6 separate regions of the Mus musculus genome follow, and regions 1, 2, 4, 5 and 6 are each linked to region 3. The links are chromatin contacts, called in public Hi-C and promoter capture Hi-C maps. All regions are on one chromosome and are shown on one strand. The core of a region is the stretch at or near the end of the contact, and the rest is flanking DNA. Distances in the headings are between cores, read along the strand shown.

Region 1 (2,823 bases), core at 291-2,790, 1.1 Mb before region 3:
TCTCTCTCTCTCTCTCTCTCTCTCTCTCTCTGTGTGTGTGTGTGTGTGTGTGTGTGTGTGTGTGTTTGGTTGGTTTGATTTTTTGAGATTTCTCTGTGTAGCCCTCCACCGACACTCTTTGTGAGGTAGGTAGGCTAAATGGTATGCCCTGCATACTTAGGACACAGTGAAATGTGAATTCAAACCCTGATTTTTCTTCCCTCATACAAGATGAGGCATGGCTGAATGACAGAAAACTGATCTTTGAGCCAATGAGATGGCATCGTGGAGAAAGGAGCCCGTGCCAAGTCTGTTGAGAGACCTGAATTTAATATCTGAGGTCCACATGGTGGAAGGAGAGAACTCACTCACACATGTAAACACACACAATTCCTCCAATCCTCCTACTACTACTATGTAGCTGTCTATCTGGCTGTCCTGGAATTTGGTATGCAGACCATGCTGTCCTCGAACTCACTGTCATAAGACTGCCACTGCCTTCTGAGTGCTGGGATAAATGGCGTGCACCTCCACACCTAGCCTCATCTCCCTAATTCATGGTTAGAAAATGACAAGGGAGGAGCCGACACTCTTTTCTTCTTCTGACCTTGTTGCAAGCTGATTCCTAATTGGCCACCATTAATTTGAAATCGTAAATATCTGACCAGAGCTGGCTGGGGCCTTGAATACTACAGAGAGAAGAAACTGGCTTCTAGGTCCCCCGGACTATCATAGCCTATCATAGCCCACTACCAAAGGGCCAGCGTGTGAGGGGATGAAACTTGGCATATTGGTCATTCACCTTTGGGCTCTCCCAGAGTATGTGGACTGGAGCACAAAGATGCTGAGCCCCGGTTCCCCAGTTAAGGACACAGGAGAAATGTAGATAGATTTCTTGGGATCGGTTCGGGAAGATAATATGGAGATTAGGGACTGCAGCAAGCTTAGAGGTCAGAGAGTGGGTCACTGTTTCTATAGCAACCCTGAGGGCGAGGACCACCTGGAGCTTGATGCACCACCCTCTAAAGGAGGTTTTTACGCCCTAAAAGGCCAAAGCAGATTATTCGGTAAGGACTACAAAGGAGGAGACAAAGCGGAGTGAAGAGGACCCGGAAGCCATGATAAGCTCCGCATTAGCACTGCGGCGGGCTCGGCAGGCGAATTCCAAAGGAGGGATGCGAGACCCAGCAACAGGCCGGCCATTGGCACGGAGGCGAGATGCTGGCTTGTGATTGGCTCTTGCCACGCTCGGGCTAGAAGGCAATCTCCGTGCTGGGTGGGGCGGGGCTGAGCCGCAGCCCTGCCTAGCTTACAGCCGGGTACCTGGGCAGTCCGCAATGGCCAGAGGTAGGAGAGTGGTCACTCTTAGATGCCTGGCTCTTATGGGCACACGCAGGCAGCACAATCCTTCGTTTCAAGCCCAGGTGTTTGGGAAGGGGAACATGCAGAAACTCGGGAATGGAGATCTCAGATGGGCTGGCCTCGAGGTCGCTACTGTCATCAGGGTCTGGGCTCAAGGCTGGAAGCAAATACCCGCACTAACGGGGACAGCTGCAGAACCGGCAGTACCCACCAGGGGGAGGCAGAGGACGTCGGTGCTGGAGTCATTGAGGGTTTGGGGAAAATAGATCCCAGAAGGGAAGATTCCTGAATCCCAATCCCAGTTACCCCAACTCCAGGATCTTGTATTAACGCTCTACCTTCCTTGGCCTTTTTTCTTTCTTTCCTTTTTTGTTTCTTTTAGACAAGGTCTAACTGTATGACTCTGGCTTCAAACTCACAACATTGCTCCTAGCCGTCTTTGGAGTTCTATACTCACAGGGCCTGACAAAACTTTGAGACCCGGTCATATGCAGCCCAAGCTAGTCTGAAATGTATGGAAGTAGGCCTTGAACCCCAGAAATGTGTCTTCGTTTTGCACCTCATCTTCTCAGCATCCTCCCCCGCTTTTAACTTTGCTTTCCTTTCTTTCTGAGACTGGTTTCATGCAATCCAAGCTAGTCTTGAACATTACCTTGCAACTTTAAAAAAGATTTTGTGTGGGTGTGTTGTGTACACAGGCATATGCAGAGGCCTGAAGAGGGTGTTGGGGTATCCTCTACTGCTTACTGCCTCTTCCGGAGCCAGGCTCTTTTCCTGAACCTGGGATGTGAATTTCCTCAGGTAGGCTGGAAGGCAGCAAGCATCAGTTGTTGACGGTCCTTTGGAGCACAGGTCGCCTGGCTTGCCAGGGTGCTGGGTCCTGGTAAAAGCACGGCACACTCTTCCCAACCTAGCCTCGGCTCCAGCTCTCAATCTAGAACTCAGCCTCCAGCCTCTGAGAGTGCTAGGAATATCAGGTGTACCCCACTTCAGCAGGTGTGCCCCCACATGCACCCTGGTGGTCTTGATGTGCATGGAGTTTGTGGGTTGTTTTTGTTGTTTTTTTTTGTTTGTTTGTTTTGTGACAGGGTTTCTCTGTGTAGCCCTGTCCTGGAACTCGCTCTGTAGACCAGGCTGGCCTTGAACTCACAGATCTACCTGCTTCTGCTTCCCAAATGTTGAAACTAAAGGTGTGCACCACCACACCTGGCTCGATTTCATGTATGATAAGCAAACACTTTACCAATTTGATTGAGCTCCCTCCCAGGGCCTGTTATCCTTACCCAGCTTCATTTTGTCTTGAAACGTCTAAGAGGGGGATCCAGTCCGTGACCACGGCTTAGTCTCTGTCCAATGCCCTTATTCCCAGCACTTGGAAGGGAAAGGCATTCTGACTTCCAGACTAGAAATAAAACCTTGCGTTTTTTGTTTTGTTTTTTAAGTCAATGCACCACATATACCAATGATATGGCACCTCTAGCT
Region 2 (2,938 bases), core at 285-2,784, 1.1 Mb after region 3:
CTCCCAAGTACTGGGATTGCAAGCACATACCACCATGCCTGGCTTTACCTGTTTGCTATGTTTTCTTCTTCTTCTTAATAATAGTGATATAATATGTATATATATAAAATCACTCTAGATTAAATCTAAGACCTTCCACATGTTAAACAACCCTTCTACAATTGGGTCTCAGGCTCGTCTGGAATTCATCCCGTGGTCTTGATTTGGAGAGCCTCCTGCCTTTTACAGCTGTTTACCACCAAGCCTGGCTATTATTTCTTCTTGTTTATTATCCTTACCCCACCAGTAAACAAGAATATGTCTGTTATGTTCACTGACCTATCTGGTGCCTAGGGCATTGTTAAATATATGAATAAGTCTTTTTTTTTCTTTTTTTCTTTCCTTTTTTTGGTTTTTCGAGACAGGGTTTCTCTGTATAGCTCTGGCTGTCCTGGAACTAACTTTGTAGACCAGGCTGGTCTAGAACTCAGAAATCCGCCCGCCTCTGCCTCCCAAGTGCTGGGATTAAAGGCGTGAGCCACCACTGCCCAGCATGAATAAGGTGTAAGTGTTCACTAAATACTTGGTATAACAATTACCAAAATGAAAAAGACACAGACTCAAGCTTGGAGTTTACTCTGTGGTTAAAAGGAAAGGAGCTTGCCTGACACTGGACATGAAACCAACCTCAAGAGTGTTCAGAACTGAGTGCTAGGGACTGGTTCTTTTCATTCCAAGTCTTCTCAGACTTTTGTTAAATCTTGTCTACAGGAAATACAATTATTCAGCACATACTCTGTACCTGGTCGGGTCCCAGTCCTCTGTGGTGGTACCCTTGCCACTAAGGTTTCATAAAACACTCTAGCAGCCTCGGGAGTTTCTCAGATCAGTGGAAGCGACAGGAAGACTTCTTAGAGAAGGGATAACTTGAGCTATATCTTTACATCATTTTTCTCAGCTAGGGAAGTGATTCGAAGATTACCCGGGCAGCGCTACAGGAGGTTCACAAGCCACTACATCGCCCCACCATCCTTCCAGTGCAGTCACGCACAGGGTCCCCACGAGCACGGACACACAACCAACCGTCTTCTTCCCAGTCCTCACATGGGCCCTTTCAAAGGGTCTCCTCACGGATACACCTCAGACTTTCCCCCGCCAGCCAAGCACCGGGAGCAGTAAAAGCCTCTCACCGCTGCCAAAGCGCCGCTCACCCGGCGCTCGGCGCCATCTTGGCCCCGCCCCCTGACAGGAGTAGGTCCTGGCAGAAGCCAAAAAGTTATCACTGTTCTTCCCTATGTCAAAATAGACCATATCGTTTCACAGTCTGAAATTATATAAAAATTTCATTCTACGTGCATGTGTAAAGATCATATTACTCTATTCTAATTACTTCAATTTGTATCTTCATTACCCAGCTGTCAGGACCTTCAGAAGGCGCCACAAAACTGAGCCATCACGCTCCACCCACTTTCGGGCTGGCTCTGAGCATGCGCTGACCGTTCTATGATTTTTTTTTTTTTTTTTTTAAAGCTTGCTGCGGGCTTCGCCTAAATTTAAAGGGCCCGCTGCCTTCCAGAAGTTGGTCTGAAGGCAAAGGGTGGTTGTATGTGTGGACTGCGTTTTATCATGGGACCTGTGCGGCTGGAGATACTGCTTTTCATCCTGGCAGCGTACGGTGCTTGGGCTGAGGCGACAAAAGAGGAGGAAGATGACACAGAACGTTTGCCCAGCAAATGCGAAGGTACAGAAACGGAGTAGTTGCTATTTACATCTCCCTATCTACCTCCTGCCTCTCTAACTCTAGGCTGAATCAAATGGGCTAGGATAGATGGATCACTAGACTGTCTTGAAAGAGGTTCTGTTGGAGCTTGGTAACACTTGAATGGGAACAAGGGAGGGAAAGCAGGGTTAAGGTGGCACTACATTTCCCAGGTGGCATCCAGAAGGATCTAGGTTTTTCTTGCGGGCTTGGGCCCCAATGTATTGTGGGAATTGTAGTTCAAGAACCTGTAACGCTGGCTCTATGGAGCATCTTCCTCAGTCGTTTCTCTCCTTGTTAAAAATCTGGACAATCTGCATGGGTGGGGTGTAATACTCATTCCTTATAGGCATACTGAGTCCCGCCCTGGCAGAGACGCTCTTAAATTACAGGCCTGATGGCCCCCTTTAGGGGTTTTAAAGGTGAGTAAGTCCCCAGCTGAAGTTCATAAAGAGAAGATGAAGACACCACACCACTTAGAAGTTGCCCATCGGTGTGAGGCTTTGCAGATGGGGTGCACTGTAGGGATTTTACAACAAGCAGCATGGCCTCTGGCTACATTAGTAAATGCCCTCCCCCCAACCACCCCTCCCATCCCCAACAGGGAGGAAGCCAGGTCACTGAATAAATATCCTGTGGCTCCCTAACTCTAACTTTTTCTTTGGATTCATTATTGCTTCACTTTACACCCAACAACATGTTTTTATCATTGACACCCATGACTTGATTCTAATCTCTCACTTATTTTTGCATCTGTGTCCCCACTCTTCTGAGTCGGGGTGGGGGTGGAGACAGGGTTTCTCTTTATAGCTCTGGCTGTCCTGGAACTTGCCTGTAGACCAGACTGGTCTCTAACTCCGAAATCCACTTGCCTCTGCTGGGATTAAAGGCAGAAGTTAACTATATGAACCCCCTGTCTCTAGTTCTGACCTCAGAATGCTGGGATAGCGTGTGCCACATCACCTAACATTGCAGAGGTTCTTAGGATCTGAACTCAGGTCCTCAAGCTTAAAAGTGCTTTACTTACAGAACTGTTTTCCCAGACCCTAAGCCAACTTTGGAGTGAGGGGAGAGCTGTAAAAACACTTTTTTTTTTTTTTGAGACAGGTTTTCTCTGTGTAGCCCTGGCTGTCCTGGAACTCTGGAACTCACTCTGTAGACCAGGCTGGCCTCAAACTCAGAAATCCACCTGCCTCTGCC
Region 3 (2,927 bases), core at 353-2,852:
CATCCACACATTTAGTTCCACATACTGCCTCTCTTCCCAGCTTTTTTTTTTTTTAGACAAGGTTTCTCTGTGTAGCCCTGGCTGTCCTGGAACTCACTTTGTAGACCAGGCTGGCCTCGAACTCAGAGATCTGCCTGCCTCTGCCTCCCTAGTCCTGGGATTAAAGGTGTGTGCCACCACGCTCGGCTTCCAGTTTCTTTAAAGCGTTCTTTTATATTCTTTTACACGTATGTGTGGGGCACCCACGTGCCATCACTTACATGCAGAGGTCAGAGGAGGAGTCAGTCCCCTCCTTCCACCACATGGCTCCTGGGAATGACCTCAGGTTATCAGCCACCCGGACAAGCTGAGCCGTCTCTCTGGCCCTCTTTTCTGTCTTTCTTTTGTGAGACAATGTTTCATGTAGCACAGGCTGATCTCAATTCCCTAAGTAGCGAAGGCTGCCCTTGGTTTTCTGATCTCCCTTTTTCTTACCTCTGAGTACCAGGTTACAGGTGTGCACTCTAAGGCCTGACCTTTCTTCTGAGACATCAGGTGACTGATCACTGGGTCCCTCAGACAGGGGCATAGTCACCCTGGAGGGCTCTCCTAGGGAATGTCTGTGGAATAACTAGCAAGCAGAGTCCTCACTGCTTCCCGCATGGCCCTAGTTTTATTACCAGTTGCAGAGGTTCCTCATTCCATATCCTGAACTCAATTCCCAGCAAACAGCTCTGAGAACATGGCCCGGGTTGGGATATCTGTGTGTGTCCCACACTTCCAGTTTAGCAGGTTAAGTTAAAAGAAAACAACACCCCAGAAGCTAGAAGTAAGTACTGTTGGTGGGGGGGATAGGGAAGGTGAAGAACTGAGGGAGTCCTGTGTAGTTAAGAAAAGGAGGTGACAGCTACAGCAGGAAGGCCTGGGTTCCGGAAAAGAAAATGCCCCGGAGAGGGTGGAGAGCTGGGATTGCCAAAGTAGGGAGTCTTCCAGAGCCTAGGTCCCCGACGGCAAACCCTAGAGCCCACCTGAGCCAGAACTCCGGGTGAGCTGTCAAGGAAGCGAGACAGGAGGTTCACTCCAGAGACCCGGAAACTGTTCCCTCCCACACCGAGCTCTCCATGGGCCATGCTCCAGTGTGGGCCTCAAGGGAAGGGGTTTCGGCGACCTGCAACCATCCCGAGTGACCCCGGCGCCCCAACCTCGTGCCTTCCCTGCGGCAGTGCCTGGGAGGGTCTTAAAGATTCCCAGAGTCCCGAGCGCTTCTCCAGGCTCGGGACAGTCCCGCCACCATTCAGCTCTAGTCCCCTCTCTCCTAACCAGCAAGACTCCTCCCAACCCCTGTCCCTAGTGCCATTTCCAGCTTCCGAGGTCAGCTCTCTCCAGCAGCTCCAGGAAGTGGATCCTTTGCGGACCACAGGGAAGACAGGGCGACTCCCACAAAGGGCAGCCCCCCTCCGGACCCCTGCAGGTACAGCCCACGCCCCTCGGGTCCCCGTCCCCTCCCTCTCCTCACAGCCTACCATCCTGCAGCCTCCAGCCCGGTGCGTCCCTCTCCGGCCACCGTAGAAGCCAGCTCCACTCCCAGTCGGATTCTTTTCTTTTCCCTCCCTCTCCGCTTGAAGCCCCGCCCCAAGGCCTCGCCGGCTCCAAGCACGGACGCATTGCGCAGGCGCCAACGCTGCAGCGACCCACCCCCATCTCATCCGGCGCGCAGGCGGGGCTGGAGGCGGAGAAGCGGAAACCATGGCAACCAGGTCCTTGACTTCAGTTTTGCAAAAGCCTGGTCGTCATGGTAACAGGGCTGTCTTGGTGGGTTGATTGGAGGATGGGAAGGGAGGGGGTAGAGGACAATGAGGACTTCGAGCTTTGGAGCATTTGTGGGGGAAAAAGGCGGGAAAAGGGTGAGAGGTGTATGCACGATCTTTGGAGCTGATGAAGAAGTTGGGAGGAATGATGTGGAAAACATCAGTCAGAGGGTGGTGATGGGCAGGATGAGGGAAATAGAGACCGGTAGGCTAGGAGAATAAAGAGTTCAAGGACAGCTCAGGGTTCCAGAGCAAGCAAGATCCTGTCCCCAAAGCAAACAAGGCAGGTGTGGTGGTGTATCCTGTGATCTCTACACTTGGAAGGCAGAGACAGGAGTTCAGCTGCAGCTACATGGCACGGTCTTGACCACCCAAGGCCACAGAGAGCCTGTCTCCAACAACAACAACAACAACAAAAGTGACACAAAACAGTGCAGATATGATGGTTCGGATTGTAAAGATGTTTCCCCAAACCCACAAGGTGGAAAGAAAGAACTGACTCCTGCAAATTGTCCTCTGACCTCTGTATAAGCAAGCACCCTAGCTTGTATACACCACACACACACACACACACACACACACATATATACACACACACACAGACAGACAGACATGGTCACAGGCAACACAAAATACACTTGTAAAATGTAATCTTAAAAAAAAACTAAACCAGGGATAAAAATCAGGGATAAAAAAATTGTTGAAAATGGGAATACTGTAACAGGAATATAAAGAATGGGAGGAAATTGTAAATTAAGGAGAAAGGGGAAGAAATGAAGAGAATCTTATAGTATTAAAGGGGTGTGGTGTAATCCCCATAGCCAGAAGGCTACAGCCAGCCTAGACTACACAGTGTGGCTCTGTCAAGCAAGCAAGAGTGGGATTCCAGAACTGGGTGTGGTGAGGCAAGTCACAATCCCAGCCCTGCAGAGGCTGAGGCAGGAAGAGCAAGAGGTCATGACCAGTTTTGGGGCTATGGAGGAATATGTGTGTGTGTGTGTGTGTGTGTGTGTGTGTGTGTGTGTGTGTGTGTGTGTGTACCAAACTGGATGTGCTGGTATACACCTATTATGTGATTATTTGGAAGGTACAAGCAGATGTACTAAGATCAAGAGTTCAAAATGACTCTTGACTACATAG
Region 4 (2,805 bases), core at 103-2,602, 1.3 Mb before region 3:
TGCTGCTCTCAAAGGGGCTGCCTAAACTCACCCCTTCCTTTCTCAGATCCTCCTACCTACCCAGCCTGAAAGAATGGAAATCAGGGATAGCCATGCTGCCTTCTACCCTGGCATTCCTGACGTTTCATCTCAGGTTAAAGGTCGTCAGGCTTCCCGCCCTAAGGCCAGTCCCTCCCATCCACTCCCCTCCTGCAAGCACCTTTGGTCCAAAGCTTCCCCAAGTACTTTGCCCTGGTGGGTGAGCCTTGCAAGTTGCAGCCTAAACGAAGGGCAAGGGGCAGTGTGGGGAAATCAAGGCAGGGGCTGAGGTCATCGTGGTGATGGCAAAACTGGGAGACATGGAGCTGTGTAGGTCTCTAGGGAGAGTTCTAGTGCCAGCGTTCTGGGGAAACCTGGACACATGAGGCTAGGCAACAGTCCAATAGAGGCAAAGGTCTAACCTAGTCTCCTATTGGCCAGGCTCCACTATTTAGGTCTGTTTCTCATGCCAAAATAAGCTGCCGCATCCTCCTCAAACTCTAGCATGTGCCACCTCTGCCCAGTGACAGCCTTCCAGGAAGCATTGGTTTCCTTCTCTCTGGTATGGAGACAGAGTGGCCACAAACAACACCATCCTGGGATGGGAGGTTTTCCAGTGGTCGCTCTACCAATCCAGGAGGTCCTGGTACAGTCTGCCCCGCCCACCTCTCCCTACAAGAAAGAGCCACATGTACTGGGCCTCTTCTTGTCCCTAGGTGGGCGCTGTCCCTCCGTCTCAGATGGCTGAGATTTCCCCAACCAGGCCCGAATTTTACCTAAACTTGCTTCCCTGCGGCGTTCAGCAGAGTTAGCCAAGGGCGGGGAAGGCGTTGTCCGGCTGCAAGTTTGCAGGGTAATTGACCCAAAAGGCTGGGCCCCGTTGGGTTCTGCCTCGGGTGACTGCTCTTTAGGAAGGGGACTGGGTCCCAGATCGGGTAGCAGTGCAGGGGGAGGGGCAACAGAAGAGTCCTGATCAGTTTTCAAGGCCTTTGCACAAAGTCGAGATATCCCGGCACAGAGGGATCCCGCCCAGGCACGCCGGGGACGCGCGGGCAATCCGGGCTCCCATCAGACATTTAAGAAGAAAAGTAGGGGAGAGTCTCGACCCCTGACCCCTCCGAGCTGCCTTATGTGTGACCTAGTACTGCCTGACCCTTGTCCCCGAGACAGAGACGTGGCTCGGGGCTTGGATGGCCGCAGGGACGCTCACCTGGATACCTTGGAAGTCCTGCTGCAGATCCTCCCAGTTGCGCAGGCAGTCGCCCAGCGGGTCCGGGGGCGGGGACTGCATGTCTTTGTCCACGCCACTGGCCGCGGAGAGCCGCGAGTGGGGAGGACGGAGCTGCAACCCCGGCCGGCCGGAGAAGCCTCCGCCACCGCCCCCGTCCGCTTCCGGGCTCGCGCCGCCGTGACTGCCAACGGGAAAAGGCCCGGCGTAATCTGCGCGTGAGCCCCGCCCCTAGGAGCAGCCAATCAGAGCCAGGGACGAGAGCTGGGCGGGGACATGGGCCCGCAGGGCGTCTCCTCGAATTGAGACCAGAGCTGGGCGGCCAGCATTTTTACCCGAGAAGTCTGCTTCCTCGGACCACTCACAAACCAAGGAGACACGTGCTTCTAACACTTTGAAATTTTTAGATAGTGTCTCACTATGTAGCTCAGCCTGGTCTGGAACCAAGAAATACCCCTGCCTCTGACTCGCCGCGTGCAGAGATTAGAAGCGTGAGCCACCTCATACTCTTCATACACTTTTGTCCTTGAGAAGCTGCGCCTCTCTAGGGACAGCCTTCGTCTCTCAGCTTTTACAGATACTCCTTTCCTGGCCCTGAGTCCTCCAAGCTCTCCTCCGTCCTTAACTTTTAGGCTGCCTCTCCTAAACTTCCTACCGTGTCACTTCCGAAGCCTTACCAGTGCGGTTCAAGTTACAGACTCGGTACAGAACTTGCCCAGCATGCTGGAAGCTCAGAGGGCAATTCACCCAAGCACCACACAAAACATCAGATGCAGTGCGGGGCAGTAGTTAAAGGCAGCGCACGCCTTTAATCCCAGTACTTGGAAGGCATAGGCAGGTGGATCTCTGAGTTCGAGGCCAGCCTGGTCTACAGAGTGAGTTCCAGGACAGCCAAGGCTACACATAGAAACCCTGGCGGGGGGATGGGGGTGGGGTGGGGGGTGGGCCGGGGGGGATCAGATGCAGAGGCGCATGCCAGTGATGCAAACATTTGGAAGGTGCAGACGGAAGAATCAGAAGTTCCTGGTCACCCTCGCCAAGGACACGCACTCACTCTACCTACCACCCACATCACACCCTACATTCTTCATCAGTCCCCTTGTAAGCGCCTCCACCCGGACTTGTTCTGAGTCTGAGGAAGAGCTTTTGGGACTTGTGGCCCATGAGGGGGCGCAGCAGGTAAGAGTGCCTGTGGCCAAGTCTGGTGACTTCAGTTTGATCCCAGGACCCACGTTGTGAAAATAGAGAATCGGTTTCAGCAACGTGTTCTCTGACGTCCACACAGGTACCATGGCACGCCTAGACATCTAGAATAAAGCTGGAGAGAAGCTCGGCTTACGAGCACTGGCTGCTCTTACAGAGGACCTGGCTTCAATGCCTAGGTCTACATAGTAGTTCACAACCATCTGTCACTCCAGTCCCTGGCGATCCAATACCCATCTCTGGCCTTCACTGGTACCAGGCCCACATATGTGGTGCATAGACATATATGCAGGCAAAAAAAGAAGTGCATGCAAGCAAGGCACAGTGCATAATTTTAAATATGGTGTAACAAAAAC
Region 5 (3,052 bases), core at 343-2,842, 1.1 Mb before region 3:
TGGAAAACCCAATTATTAATTTTTGAAAACTGTAATAGTAATTTTTCTACTGAATTTTGGAATATTGAGCACCTCCCCCCCACCCCCGCTGGCAAACTGGTCCCCAATTCATTAATAAATTGAGAGTAACTGACAAAATGGTGCAACTAGTTAGGATTTTGCATCTCAGACAAAAATGCGACAGTATTCCCTTCTCGTCAGAACGAGGATACATTAGGTCAGAAGAAAAAAAGCCTCGGATACATTTAACAAAAAAAAAAAAAATTCTTTTAAAAAGACTTTTTCCCCTTTAAAATAAATCCTCCCAGCCTCCACCCAGTCTAGGCTCTCTGCAATATGACAAATGCAGAATCTTCTGGAATGACTTGATACTGCCTCCCACCACCGCTTTGTTTGCAGTATCAGATCAGACAGAATATTTTTTTACACTCAAACGAATTTCTGCAGACTCGTGCCTGCAATTAAAAGAGAAACTGCATATCTCAGTCAGTTAACATTCAAAGGCATTATAGTTAACCCTTTGAAATGGAAAATAAATAAAATGAAAAATGAAGATGCTATATAGAGGGCCATGAATGGGAATGCCAGCAACACACATATCCCTCCCTTCCTAACAGACTTGCTTTGGGGAATGGTTAAAAGGAAGCCTTTTGTTAAAAAAAAAAAAAACAAAAAAAAAAACGTGAGAAAGGTGGTTTCGATTTTACATCATTGAGGCTGGGTTTTTTTTTCTTTTTTCTTTTAGGAGAGGGGGTCCTACATTTTTTTTCTTCCCGAAACGTCTTTAAAGGATGTGTCAGTGGGAAAGATTGGGGGGGGGGGTGATGGAGTGGGGAGGCGGCAAACTGGGAGACCTGCTGAGTGAATGGGGAAGGCGCCGCCCAGACACCAGGGAGAGAAAGAGGAACCGCATCCATGCGGTCCCCCCGCCCCCACGCCTAAACTGGGAGGAGGGGAAGTGGGGCACAAAGGATGCGCACGGCCCCCAACTCAGGTCTCTGGACATTCAGGGTCACAGAGAGACCCCCACCCCACAGCAGAAACCAGCCACGCAAGACCCCGCCCCAGCCCCGAACTCGGAGAGGCTGGGAAAGAGGCCGCGTCACCACTCGGGTGCATGAGCCCCCGTCCCCAACCCCTCCAAGGAGTGAGATGGAGAGGTGACCCTATAGTCGTGACAAGACAACATGCCCCTGGAGCATGCCTTCCACGCCGAGGAACGCGGTGTCGGGAGAGGCTGGGGCGAGGCAGGGGGGAGGGGAGGAGACACTCACGTTCTTCATGGCCGCGGCCATATCGTCGTAGCGCTCCGCCTGCTCGGCCAGCCGGGCTTTCTGCACCAGTTGCTCGCGGTCCACCATCTTCACAGGGCTGAAGAGGATCGGCTGGAAAGAAGGAAACCGAAGACCGCCTTGAAGGGCTTCAGGAAAAGAGAGGAGCGGCTTGGAGCTCGTGTGTCGGAGGGACCGACCCACGAAGCAAGCTACTGAGACGAGGAGGAGAAGGAGGCGGCACGAGCTGCGACCGCGGGACCCGGCGCAAGGAGGCTGCGGCTCCAATGCGTGCCGCGGGCGGACAACCCCCTGCGGTCCCGCCCACACGGGTGACGTAAAAGTCACCGCCTACTCGCGCATGCGCGCGCCCCGCCCGGTCCCGCCCGGTCCTGCATTTACTGGGCTTCTCTTCTACTGGAACATTCGCGGTGGCTCTTTGCGATTTTCTCAGTGTATCCCCAGTACTACACTGCTCCCTAATGTGCCCCTTTCTTCACTTTACCGTAAATCCTCAGCTTCATCAAACCCACCTCTCCTTGCCCCCTGGGGGCCTCTCCCCCCCCCTTTTTTTTTTTTTTTTTTTTTTTTTTGCATAGCTTCTGGCGCGTGACCTCCTGGGAATTGTAGTTTGACCTGCAGCAAGCTGAATTACAGAGCAGACCAAGGACAAAGGGGTGGTGGAGACTACATCTCCCAGTGGGCATTGCGCGCAGGCAGAGGCGGACCGGATGGGGGGCAGGGTCTAACCCGCAGCCGCTGGGGACCCCTGGCGGGGAAGCAGTCTACACTAGCCTAAGCGAGTGCTGATTCACGGCCTCGCCCCATAGCCTCTGGGCAGTTGGAAGGAAAGAAAAGGTCAAGGCCTTAGATCTGGACTCTCTGAAACTGAAGTAACTGGTCATGGTGGAGGGGTAGGGGAAAAACACGAATATAAAGTAGGCAGAAGAAGTACAGACACCGTAAATCCAAACTGCCCAACCACCACCATGGAAAAGATGGAAAAGGTGAACCTGTCCTAGAGATGGCCGCGTGAATGATGCAACCCTTGGACAACTGTCTAACACACACCCACCATGGTTGCAGTCTCCAGTGATGCACTTTAACATCGGACTTAACTGGATGAAATCATAGAATGACACATATCCGCCCGGTATATTGCCTATTTTCCCTAAATGGTGTAGCTGCCTGCAGACTGACCCTGGGGGACTCCCTTCTTCCTCTCCAGTGAACTGGACCAACGCCTGCCTGAACGCACACCCGCTATAGTTTTGACTGCGTATTTTATTTTCATTGTGTTTTTATGAGTTGTTTGGTTTGAAGTAGGGTCTTACACTTCTTAAGGTGACTCTAGACGAAGTTCTGGAATTATAGGCATGCACCAACACAATGGCCTTGACTGTAGAGTTTTGCTTCATCCATTCAACACGTTGAGCACCGGCCCAGTTCCAATGACTTTGTACATTAGCACACAACAATACACAAAGCAGACAAAGCACTCGGCTCAAAAAAAAAAAAAAAAAAAAAAAAAGGAGACAACTGTTTGAACCCACAACAAGCAGCTGACTAACTTTTAACATACCAAAGTGAACCTGGCCTCCAGGTTCTCCAGGCCAGCTGGGGCACAGGGGGAGGGGCTGCCCTTTGCCCAGGGGCTCTTCCCTATATAATCCAGACTTTTTGTTTACCCACCCCTTGTTTTGCTCCTTTTGTACCTTTGGCTTCCTGGCTGGTTCCCCTTTCTTCATGGTTCAGGGTCATGACCACTCTGGACTCTTCCA
Region 6 (3,112 bases), core at 22-2,521, 1.2 Mb after region 3:
CTTCCCTGAAGAAACTCTCTGCTCTGCCCAGAACTCTGTCTGTTCGTAGTTGTCTTAAAGGGACTTCCTCAGGTAGTTTTGGCTGGATACTTGGATACTTGAGTACCTGATTTGATGGAAATTGATGTGCTTCTCTCTCTCTCTCTCTCTCTCTCTCTCTCACTCACTTTATAAAGTCACTCGTTCAAAATAAAAATTGTGGCTACTGTAGACCATTCTCTGGATTGTACAAAGCAGCTGTTGATATTTGTATACCCACTTCAGAGCAATGGTGCCAAGCACCTTTGCCCGCTGAGCCACTTTGCCAGCCCTACTTCAATTTTTTGGTCATGATGATTGAATCTGGGGCCTATGCATGCTAGGCAAGTTTTGAAACGATAGCTACAGCCTTGCCTCATTTTCTCTAATTAGCTGCTGCTTCTACAAGATGATTTGGGGTGGACGACTTTCTTTGTTTAGTGCTGTGGGTACAGACCCACACCCAGTATGCATAAGGCCCTGACTTTGCTTCTTGGCACTGAAAATAAATGGGGTGGGGGATATAATTCACTAATTTAGTGTACAACTTAGTAACTTCGGCACATTCACAAAGATATGCAGACTTCAATATGAATTCCAAAAAGCTTAAATCACATGCCCTGCCATACCCTCATTAATAAGCACTTCCTATTTTTTCTTGCCCCACTACCAACTAGTAATTGCTTTCAGTTTTTCTGTATTTGCAAGAAGTGTATGTGTTTTAATCAGGATCTTGGTAGGTAGCTCAGGCCTCAGTCTGGCACTGAACTCCCTATTCAGCCCAATCCTCGGCCTCTCAGGCTTTAAACTAGGATTACAAGCATTCGGCAATAGTCACAGCTAAGCGTCTTACATAGATGGGACCACATAATATATAGCCTTATGAACCTGCCCTTTCACAACCCGTCCTTTTGGTTGGGTCTGAGCCTCTGAAGGCTGAGTGGTCTCTGAAGCCATCTCCCTGGCCTGCTTTCTCTTGTTTTGGAGATTCTCAAGCTGCATTTGGTGTCAGGACATTATCATCTTGTATTGATCTTACACTACTGTGTGTACACAGCAAATTTGATTTACTCATTCATAGCCATATTTGGGCCGATCCACTCTTAACACATATACTCAAGGCAGAAAGTTAACACGTGAACAGCTTTTCACGTGTAAACCAAACCATCGTCTTTCACATTGGTACATTAGTTTCTCTTTTCAGGTTGAACAGTGACACCTAAGACTCCTCTTACATCACCGGACTGTTCTACTTTCTTCTTGGAAGCCACCGGCAGATGCATATTCCTATTGCAAAGGATAGAAGCAGTGCACGTTCGTGTGGCGACACTGCCCCGCGACTCTCCGGACAACTCTCGCAGGCAAATCCTGAGGGGCGGGGAAATGCAACCAATCCACGAATGTGTTCGGAAAGCGGGGCTCCGCAGTGGTTGATAAAGTATAATGACATACCCGCCATCCAATCCTCAAGCGAAGGGCTGGGCTACAGTCAGCTGGTGAAACCACCTGACCCGAGCCTGGAGCCGGAAACTACCTATCCGGCAGACTGCTTACACTGCACCTACGGCTGCGATGGTGAGTGTGGACGCATGCGCGGGTGTGCACGCCTGCGGTTCCGCGTCCCTGTTTTCCGAGCTTCTGTTGCCACCTTATGGCTTGCATTTCACTGTCACCTCCAGTCCACCCTGGGACCGAAAGGGAACAGAGATGGGAGGGAAGCGACAGGGAGGGCTGGAGAAGGAAGGCTCCGCTACCGGGTGTTCTGCAGCGGGGGAGTAGTCTAGATGGCACAAGGGGCGGGGCATAAGGGGACTGGAGTGGGAAGGGACATGAGGAGGGGTTGAGGGGCTAGGAAGGCCTCCTGGGTCACCTACATGACAAGTGGAAGAGCTCAGAGGTCCAATAGTGACCGTGGATGGAGACTCAGTGTTACAAGCCATTATGAGGGCCTTGGAAGGCTCATATCCAGGAGGGAGATGGGTTTGCAAGGCTGTCATGATTCTCCTTGTCTCTTTACCCTCTAGACTTCCGCACTGACCCAAGGGCTGGAGCGAATCCCAGACCAGCTTGGCTACCTGGTGCTGAGCGAAGGTGCAGTGCTGGCGGTGCGTTGTGGGAAAGCAAAGCGTGGGGTGGAGGGTGTGTGTGTGTGTGTGTGTGGGGGGGTCCTTTGGGGACACACAGCCCAGAAATCCCTTCAAATATTTCCAAGTTGTCTCTTTTTGTCTTCTCTGTGGTTCCTTGCTTGCCATATAGTAAGCTTTATGTAGTATTTGGATATGTGGTATAAAAGCTAATTACCAAAAGGTTGGGGAGGTAGCTTAGTACGGAGAATGAGTTGCCTAGCATGCACAGAGCCTTCTCTTCAATCCCAATACTGCATAAAACCAAACAGAGTGTAGTCCCAGCACTTGGAAGGTGGAAACAGTGGGTTAGATGTTCAGGCTTATCTTTGGCTACATATCAAATTCAATCACAACCTGGACTACATGTAACTCAGCCTCAAAAAACAACAAACAAACCATTACCCAAGTTATACAATTAGTTAGTTAGTTGTAGTTTGTTTTTATTTGTTAAATTCTTGTAGGGACGCACGTATGGGTGCCACAGGGGGTGAAAGTTCGAGGACACTTTGGAGTGAATTCTCCTGCCATGTGGGTCTTGAGGATTGAACTCAGGTCATCAGGCATTGAGGCAAGCACTTTTATGCTCTGATCCATTTTTGCCTGCCTCTAGAATTTTGGGGGGTGAGGTGGGGTGGGGTGGGGGCAAGACTTCTCTAGAGGCAGGAATTGAGCTACGCTGCAAGGGCAGAAAATTGTGAAAGAGAAAAGAACCCTCAGGGTTGGGAGCCGGGCATGCTTGCCTGAGTGTGCCAGTGCCCGAGTTGGCCGTGGTTTTGTGTTGAAACCATTTGAAGAGGAAGGATGCTGTGGTAAGACTGATACTGAACTTCCTGCGGCTAGCTTCAACATCTTTCGACAAATCTTGAGGGTTAAAGGGTTTTAAAACAACTGTGACTCACAGAAATGGTGTAGCACAAGTGTCCCAGGAGAGCCATATAAGCAGGAAACTGGACTGGTAGCAGTGAGGA

The links. Promoter capture Hi-C pulls out the DNA fragments that hold promoters and counts their contacts. Hi-C and Micro-C count contacts between places; a contact is called where the count stands out from the background.
Region 1: a promoter capture Hi-C map of liver shows a contact between it and region 3, with 2.5 times the contacts expected there. The contact joins the enhancer-like site here to the promoter of Ap1s1 in region 3. A contact is called at or near these places in 4 of 39 promoter capture datasets (embryonic stem cells, liver and pre-B cells), 2 of 115 datasets of contacts at active chromatin or transcription factors (embryonic stem cells and microglia) and 1 of 9 other capture datasets (liver).
Region 2: a contact with region 3 is called in a Hi-C map of B cells, with 10 read pairs. The contact joins the promoter of Cnpy4 here to the promoter of Ap1s1 in region 3. A contact is called at or near these places in 1 of 39 promoter capture datasets (liver), 1 of 484 Hi-C or Micro-C datasets (B cells) and 1 of 9 other capture datasets (liver).
Region 4: a promoter capture Hi-C map of pre-B cells shows a contact between it and region 3. The contact joins the promoter of Tmem120a here to the promoter of Ap1s1 in region 3. A contact is called at or near these places in 2 of 39 promoter capture datasets (liver and pre-B cells).
Region 5: a promoter capture Hi-C map of the HPC-7 cell line shows a contact between it and region 3. The contact joins the promoter of Ywhag here to the promoter of Ap1s1 in region 3. A contact is called at or near these places in 4 of 39 promoter capture datasets (the C10 cell line, the HPC-7 cell line, liver and 1 more) and 1 of 9 other capture datasets (pancreatic islet).
Region 6: a Hi-C map of B cells shows a contact between it and region 3, with 8 read pairs. The contact joins the promoter of Lamtor4 here to the promoter of Ap1s1 in region 3. A contact is called at or near these places in 1 of 39 promoter capture datasets (liver), 1 of 484 Hi-C or Micro-C datasets (B cells) and 1 of 115 datasets of contacts at active chromatin or transcription factors (pancreatic cancer cells).

The regions. Positions count from the first base shown.
Region 1 is chr5:135,902,536-135,905,358 of GRCm38.p6, forward strand. No RefSeq gene overlaps it. Among named protein-coding and RNA genes, the nearest start is that of Hspb1, 16 kb to the left of the region's middle. Within about 2 kb of position 1,541, at least 250 of the 459 cell types and tissues checked have an H3K27ac peak or open chromatin away from gene starts, as enhancers often do. A contact at or near this core is called in embryonic stem cells and liver, where this site is marked.
Region 2 is chr5:138,186,001-138,188,938 of GRCm38.p6, forward strand. Cnpy4 (canopy FGF signaling regulator 4) reads left to right here and starts at 1,535. Exons shown (of 6, transcript NM_178612.4): 1 at 1,535-1,720. The coding sequence starts at 1,585. It overlaps Taf6 (TATA-box binding protein associated factor 6), which reads right to left and starts at 1,226. Exons shown (of 15, transcript NM_009315.4): 1 at 1,170-1,226.
Region 3 is chr5:137,044,506-137,047,432 of GRCm38.p6, forward strand. It overlaps Ap1s1 (adaptor protein complex AP-1, sigma 1), which reads right to left and starts at 1,603. Exons shown (of 5, transcript NM_007457.3): 1 at 1,503-1,603. The coding sequence starts at 1,505.
Region 4 is chr5:135,742,820-135,745,624 of GRCm38.p6, forward strand. It overlaps Tmem120a (transmembrane protein 120A), which reads right to left and starts at 1,353. Exons shown (of 12, transcript NM_172541.2): 1 at 1,229-1,353. The coding sequence starts at 1,309.
Region 5 is chr5:135,933,049-135,936,100 of GRCm38.p6, forward strand. It overlaps Ywhag (tyrosine 3-monooxygenase/tryptophan 5-monooxygenase activation protein, gamma polypeptide), which reads right to left and starts at 1,593. Exons shown (of 2, transcript NM_018871.3): 1 at 1,275-1,593. The coding sequence starts at 1,361. It overlaps Gm40346 (a long non-coding RNA gene), which reads right to left and starts at 1,268. Exons shown (of 2, transcript XR_868594.2): 1 at 1-1,268.
Region 6 is chr5:138,254,211-138,257,322 of GRCm38.p6, forward strand. It overlaps Lamtor4 (late endosomal/lysosomal adaptor, MAPK and MTOR activator 4), which reads left to right and starts at 1,272. Exons shown (of 4, transcript NM_001081108.2): 1 at 1,272-1,593; 2 at 2,043-2,123. The coding sequence starts at 1,591.